Regions from separate parts of the Mus musculus genome. Here region 1 is linked to region 2. Evidence: chromatin contacts called from public HiChIP or PLAC-seq data. All regions are on one chromosome and are shown on one strand. Each heading gives the region's core, a stretch centred on a gene start, on an enhancer-like site or on the middle of the called end of the contact. The rest is flanking DNA. Distances are from core to core; before and after follow the strand shown. Region 1 overlaps Vps41 (VPS41 HOPS complex subunit). Region 2 has its middle 100 kb from the start of Pou6f2.

Region 1 (3,458 bases), core at 387-2,886, 330 kb before region 2:
ACATTACTTAGGCTCAATGACTAGATATATAAAGCTGCCAGATCAATGGTTAGATGTTTTATCTTTTTGTCTGATTCCTTCTTTAATGCACATGTCTAAATTTGTCTTCAGCACAGGAGCAACCGGGTGAAGGGCTCAGAGAATACTTTTCTAATGTGTGACAAAAACGCATGGCTGCAGACAACTGAAGATCCACAACTATGGGACTGGCTGCTTTTCTCCCTAATTGCTTCTGGACATCTGTCTCCTCTTTACTTCCCCCAGCTGCCTTCTCTTTCCGGTGAACTTCTGAGTTTATAAGAGCCCTACTCTCCCTTCCGGCCCCTCGCTTACTAAGGAAATTATTGAATCATCTCAGGAAAATATCTCACAATGCCAATCACGTTATGAACAACGAGCCAGGGCCTCTATGCCATTGAATTATAAACAACGAGCCAGGGCCTCTATGCCACTGAATTATGAAATATGCAGGTGACTTAGGTTTACCCTCAGCTCACGGCCATGAAAAACTCAAATGAGCCGAACGATCAAAACTAAAGACAAAGAAAGGATGATATGAAGATCAACACCTTTGACTAAGCCACCAAAATCAACCACACGTTCCATAAACAGCCAAGGAACTGCGGTGGGATCATGGGAAACTAAAACAGAACTCAACAAATACAGCATCATTCTGAGAACAGAAAAGGGCAATTAGTTTGCCCATCATAGAAAAGGAAAGCACAGCTGGGCGTGGTGGCGCACGCCTTTGATCCCAGTACTCGGGAGGCAGAGGCAGGTGGATTTCTGAGTTCAAGGCCAGCCTGGTCTATAGAGTGAGTTCCAGGACAGCCAGGGCTACACAGAGAAACCCTGTCTCGAAAAACCAAACCAAACCAAACAAAAAACAAAAAACAAAAAACAAAAAAAAAAAAAAAGAAAAGGAAAGCACATCTTAAAGTCTGTACTTGTAAAATAAAGTGGTGCTTCATCCTAGCACCACAGTGTTCAGATGAAAATATCAGGTTTGCCAGAAACCAGTCATGAGTACAATAAATCTGTAATGATTTGGATTTAATAGAAAGACCAAGTAAACGACCTTGATGGAAGTTCCCCAGCCAATAATGAGTGTCACATTGTCCTTCCAGCAGAGGCTGCAGGGGTACATGTCTGGGCGAAGACTTATGTCATCTCGGGGCACATTGCTGATTCTTTGCTTTGAGGTGATGTCAAAAACCTTCACACCCTACAAACCAAAGCAACATTAAATTAAGTGTCTTGTATCTCAGAGAGGGATCGAGCAAAGCAAGACGTGTCGCACTCAAACCCATAACGCTGTTCACTGGGCACGCCCAGGAGCCATACAAGGCCATGGACTTTCTTTATACAAACCCTTTGAGAACCAAAGCTGCAAGGCTCCTTTCTGGACAAAGGCTGTTATTAGTGGAGGGCGTAAGTAACACAAATCCAGCACAAACATGTTTTGCACAGAGACACCAAGTTTGCTTTCAACCTGATAGGTGGCGAGCATTTCTAAAGGAATTCTTCGGAAAGAGAATGAGTTTTAGTTTTTCAGAAAGCTTTGGGTCTGAAAACCCATCCATTCAAAGACAACATGTGACCCTTCAGAGTGCTCAATGGAACCTTCAAGTGCCTCTGGCTGATCAGGAGCCTGGAGACTGGCTGTTGTGAGGACAATCCCAGCAGCAGGGTTGAACTGAGACAATGTCAACTCTTTCTGACCAAATGCAACTGATTTTCTCAGCTACGTGTTGAAATTTCAGAAAACATGACAGATATGAAAAAGACTACTCTTTAAACTTCCTCCAAGCCCCACTTTACATAAAATAAACTTTAAGTGCAATACTGAGAGTACAATACACTTTTCAAATGACAGGCCCATGATTATACCTGGAGTAAAGAGGAAGTCACAACTTGCTTCTCTCAGTGCTCATGAGCGCCGGGTGAATGGCATTTCCAGAGCACATGCCTGAAGCAGCCCTGCAATGATTAAGGTGGCTTTTCATTTTCTTCGTTGCTCTGTGCCTCACTTTCTTCCTCTAAAGAGATTTTAGTCCACAATGTGTTGGGAATTGCTGTAGTATGAAAACCCAGGCGATCTGACTTCCTTAAGCTGAGGTGTGGTATCAATCACCCATACCTATCAGAATTCTAACTCCACCGAGTCTCTGTCCTGCCCTTTCCATCTGGCAATCTGCTGCCACTGTGCAAGTGCTAGAGAGACAGACAAGTGCCTTTACCATATTGTTGGCCCAAGCAATCAGATGGCCTCTCCACTTCACACTCCTTATGTTTCCTTCCCCTTCGTGTAGCACAGAAGACTTCCATCTGTTCATCCAGGTCCGTTCAAACAGCAGCAGCTGAGGACACAGCAAAACACAGGCTTTCAGGTCTCCAGAGTCACACAGAAGATCCTTCACTCATCCTCTCTGCCTGTCAGTGTTACCAAGTGACAAACAAGCCGCTCTCAGTATTTTTTTATGCTTATTTTAAATAGATACCCTCGTTTTGGAAACAATCCCCTACATATCTTGAACTGCCTGAATTCCTATTTAAATTAGACGAGCACTGAGGATATGACAAGTCTCAGCCACAAGATGGCACCAAAACACCACGACTCGGGGCAAACAATGCCTTAGTGAATCCAGCTTCAGGACGGCTTTTCAACTGGGAACTAATTAACTGTGTAAACCGGGAAATCAGAACCTTTTAAGTTTCTCACTGACAAAGAGAGTCATCACAGGTTCAACTGCTTTAGTTGGAAGCGAGCATCTTTTTTTTTTTTTATTTAATCCAAAGCAAATAATGTGACATTATCTTTTTAACAGTAAATCAAATCACAAAGTATGAACCATTTGCTTTAAGATTTGGGATCTTTACATTTTCCACAGTAGCTAGACACTATATAAAGATTAGAATCTATTGTGAAGTCCCACTGACTATTTTAAAATAAAATATAACTGGTCAAAACTCCTTAATTCTGAAGAAGACACAGGTCTGATAATTCATCCACTGAGAACATATTCTTCTTGATATACTCAACTTCAACTCTTTAAGCAGTGCCACCTATAGCATGTATCGCTGAAAGCACAACAACCAGACGTATGTGTGTTACTGCTGTCTGCTACACTGAGGACAGAGGCTGAGAGAGGTCTGGGGTGAGGCGGAGATGAGCTTCACTATTGTCGGCCTAGAATGCTGGTGTAGATAGAGTTCTTGGTCTACTATCCCTCTGCCATCATACTCTAGGATTGTTGGCAGGTGCCACCATTCCTGGCAAGAGAATTTTTAAAATTCCTTTCAGTTTACCTCAGTGTTTTGTGTATCTACTACCAGGCCCTAAGTATAAGGGAGGAAACATCAGGGGCAACCTAGAAATTGATGCTATACAATTAAAGTTATATATGACAACCACAGATAAACTAAAAACATGGCAACTACTGAGCACAATATGGAGA
Region 2 (3,641 bases), core at 767-3,266:
CAGCCAAAATGGGGGGATAATTCCAGGAAGGTCATCACAAGTACAAAAATCTCATATTGATTTGTATGATTAGAAGGCATTAAAATTGCACGCTCATGGAAGGTGCTGGGAAGCTATGTCAGTTACTTGGTCAGACACTTTTTGCAGCCTGAGGGAGAAAAAGATCACTAAAAATTTAAAAGTAGATAACTGAAAGCTGAAATTGCCTTAATATGCCGCTTGAACATTTAACAAGTGAACATAAAAACAATTTAATGCTTTTAACTTCATAATATTTCCAATTAGCTCATTCACCATGGAATACTGCAAACAACATACAAAGAGAACAGCAGGCCCATGGTTAACAGCCAAAAGAAATACTTTTGTCAAATTGTTTGTAAACACTTTGATTTTATATATCTAATATATGGATAATAGCTGATGACATTTTCAGTATAAATTTAATTACAAGGCTATCTGCAATGATTAGCAAGGCGTTGTAATCGTTTTATGCTCTGAAATGATAAAGCGTCACACTTTCCATTCCATGCCATCCTTTCCAGGAACAGTGCTAAGGAAATTCTAGAGGACCTATTATCATGATTATTCTCTACCAAAATAAGTCAAATCTTTTGCTCTCTGAGAGTCACATCTCCATACAGAGAAGCAATCTGGGCTTTTTGTTTGTTTTTATTTTGGATGTTGGTGGGGACACACTTAAGAAGTTAGAAGAACCAGACTTTCTTCTCGAAATAAAACAATTGATGAAAATAAAACCACCAGATCCTGGGATCGTTTCTATATTGAATCTTTGAAATTACTTTTCCTAGGAATTTTCATCACCTCTCTGATATTTCTCTTCTTTGCTGTTGTCGTTTTGAGACTAGCTTTCTTCTTCTATACCACAGGCTTACATCAAAGCAAAGTAAATCTGTGTGTGTGTGTGTGTGTGTGTGTGTGTTGTGTAAGTATGTCACAGTGTCATTACAGTATGTGATAGAAGCGAAGACATGATTCTACCATATTTGTTCTATTCATTATATGGTTCTATTTCTACTTTGCACTTTACAGTTCATACATTCAACTGTGAATTGATCAACTCAATAAATATGTACTGAGTACCTTCTCTATGGCAGGTGTGTGGTGGATGATGGAGAGACTGCAGAGAATGCTGCACACAGTAAGAGTAGCATAGTTTTACATTAGGACAGGCATTAGTGTGCAAACCATCCTTAAACAGCCCCCACTCAGCAGCCCACTCTGACATTGTCTTTTTCATCTATGTTTCTGGTATTTCTTTAAAAAGTATTCATCTTCAAAGTTATATATTTTAGAAGTTTGTAATTGGTCAGAAGTCATATTTCATATTGAGGCTTTCATTGAGGAGTAACTATTCCAAAAATATTGTCAAAGGAAAAAAAGAATGATTATGTGACTCACAGCAAATTTCAATGGTAGTGTTTTTGCCATTGTGTTTGAGGCATAAAAACAAAACTCTGCCTTTGTACAGTTTTTAGTTGTGTCCAAAGGGAGAATAATCTAAAACTTTATTTTGTGAGCTGATTTTCATATGTCTGTTCTCTTTCATAAATTCATGTCGCATACTACTTAACACATGCCTGTTGGCGTGTCCGGGTTCGAGCCTGGAAGGCATATTGGAACTGAAAGAGAGGGAAACTAGGTGACGAGGGAAAGATGGAACAAAGACAACTAATCTGATCAAGGTTCAAATTTTTAATGGCGGACACGCTTTATGAAAGAGGTGGGGAAAGTCCATTCCTGCCAATTCATCCTTGGAGCCTGGAACCAGCTGCAGGTGATGACGTGCAGGATAGGGCATAGTCTCCTGAATAGCTCCGGGGCCTCTCAGCAGGTAGCAGTATCTTGAAGAGGAGCAGCGGCCAAGGCAGAACAATAGAGTGATCTAGGGAGGAAGTCTCCACCCTAGATAATCTCCTTAGTGGCAGCAAGGTCAAGTTCTGGCTTAGCCTGCTTCAGGCTTGTGGGAGGCTACACATGCCCAAGGATCCTGAGTCTTGCCTTGAGTTTGGGGTTGATCCTGGCTCAGCCTCGAGTTTGGGGTTGACCTTGGCTTGCCACTTAGTAGCTGTCTTGGCAAAATTTATGACTTAAGCTTCTATATTCTCACCTCTGACTGGAAGGTTTGATGATACTGCATAGGGCAGTGCTAGGTTTAAAATGATTGACACTCATAGGTCCCTGTAGAGTATGGGACATGCAAATTATTAAGATGAAAATGAATTTGCCATTTTCAGAAAGTAGTTGATTTTTTTTTTTTTTTTTTTTTTTTAGCACTAAATGGGATAAAACTGGCAATGAAAGTTCTGATATAGTTGGAATGGTCTGTGCCTTTTCAGGAAGGAGCATCAGTTCTCAGAGATCTCTTGAACAAAGGGGTTTTCTGGGGCTCCTTTTCTCACGATGACAGTGCCTCTCCCTCCTTTAGACATATTAACAGTTGCTTTCTTCAAAGCTAATTTAGGAAGAAATCTATAAACGGATGCTAGAAGATTCTAGAGAAGACTGACTCTCTACCTGTGCCATGTAGAGCATATGGGTGAGGGTGGAAGGGTGGGAAAGGGACAGTTAAATATATTATCCTATTCTAAATTTAAAATGTGGGAGACTGTATCTTTTTCATATAACTGAAATCTTTAAAATAACATTGGTGTTGAGAAGTGTTATAACATGAGATGCCTTTGGAAGGCAATACCACTTCTCTAGCTGGTGATTGGTCCCATTGCCCAGTAGCTATCTTCATTTGGATGGATTCATCTATGTAGTTCTAGCTTTATCTCCAAGAGAACTTGCCAGCTTTTAGGCCAGGCACAGGTTTTTCTGTCTTGAACAATTTTTACCAAAATTAAGGATATAGCATTTGCCCTTAGTGAAATGTTCTCAGATCTTTCATAGACAAAGGAGTTTGAGTTCTTAGTGCCCCCACTTCTTTTTCTCAAGTGGGAAAGTTAAAATATCAGGCTGGTATGTGAGGGAGATTAGGAAATTATTAAACACCCACAATGGAGATGTATATGTATAAGTATATACATATAAGTATATACATATAAGTATATGCTTACACAGAGGGATGTTAACTTACTGGGAATCCCTTTGCCCACTTAGAAAACTAACGGGCTTTCACAACCTCAGGAGAGACAGTTATCCCTTTGTTAACAGCCCAACACAGAGTTTGAAGCAGATGTTAACAATTCGAAGAAATTAAGGATCTGCTTTCTCTATTTAGTTTTCCCCCTAAAAAGCCAAATCTCAGCCTAAATGGAGAATGTCATTTCGACCCCAGAAGCTAATATGGTTTGATTAGTTTGATGAGCTTCTCTGTCCCAGAGGAAACCCTTCTGTCCTACCAAAGGTTTAACTACAAGTTAGGTATGTGGACCACAGCTGCAACTTGAAATCCATGGTACCTTCATTAGGAAGTGTATATAGCCAGTGTTTAGTATTTTCCTAATCCTCAAGAAAAAATATTCTTGACATTTTATTTTCAAAACAAACCTACAGTAAGATAGCACCTTAAATAAAAACTATCATTGCAAGACTTGAACATGCTTGTAGGAAGCCATATTTGAGGGAAAAAGTGTTACCACCTTTTTGAGGATGGAGATTTCATTTGAGAGTTTGAA

What was found. HiChIP or PLAC-seq counts read pairs in DNA pulled down with a chosen protein or histone mark.
Region 1: an H3K27ac HiChIP or PLAC-seq map of embryonic stem cells shows a contact between it and region 2, with 2.4 times the contacts expected there. The contact joins two enhancer-like sites. A contact is called at or near these places in 3 of 484 Hi-C or Micro-C datasets (cerebral cortex and neurons) and 2 of 115 datasets of contacts at active chromatin or transcription factors (both in embryonic stem cells).

What each region holds. Positions count from the first base shown.
Region 1 is chr13:18,809,334-18,812,791 of GRCm38.p6, reverse strand. Vps41 (VPS41 HOPS complex subunit) reads right to left here. Exons shown (of 29, transcript NM_172120.4): 8 at 2,241-2,360; 9 at 1,079-1,225. Among named protein-coding and RNA genes, the nearest start is that of Vps41, 94 kb to the right of the region's middle. Within about 2 kb of position 1,636, at least 27 of the 459 cell types and tissues checked have an H3K27ac peak or open chromatin away from gene starts, as enhancers often do. A contact at or near this core is called in embryonic stem cells, where this site is marked.
Region 2 is chr13:18,484,281-18,487,921 of GRCm38.p6, reverse strand. No RefSeq gene overlaps it. Among named protein-coding and RNA genes, the nearest start is that of Pou6f2, 100 kb to the right of the region's middle. Within about 2 kb of position 2,016, at least 10 of the 459 cell types and tissues checked have an H3K27ac peak or open chromatin away from gene starts, as enhancers often do. A contact at or near this core is called in embryonic stem cells, where this site is marked.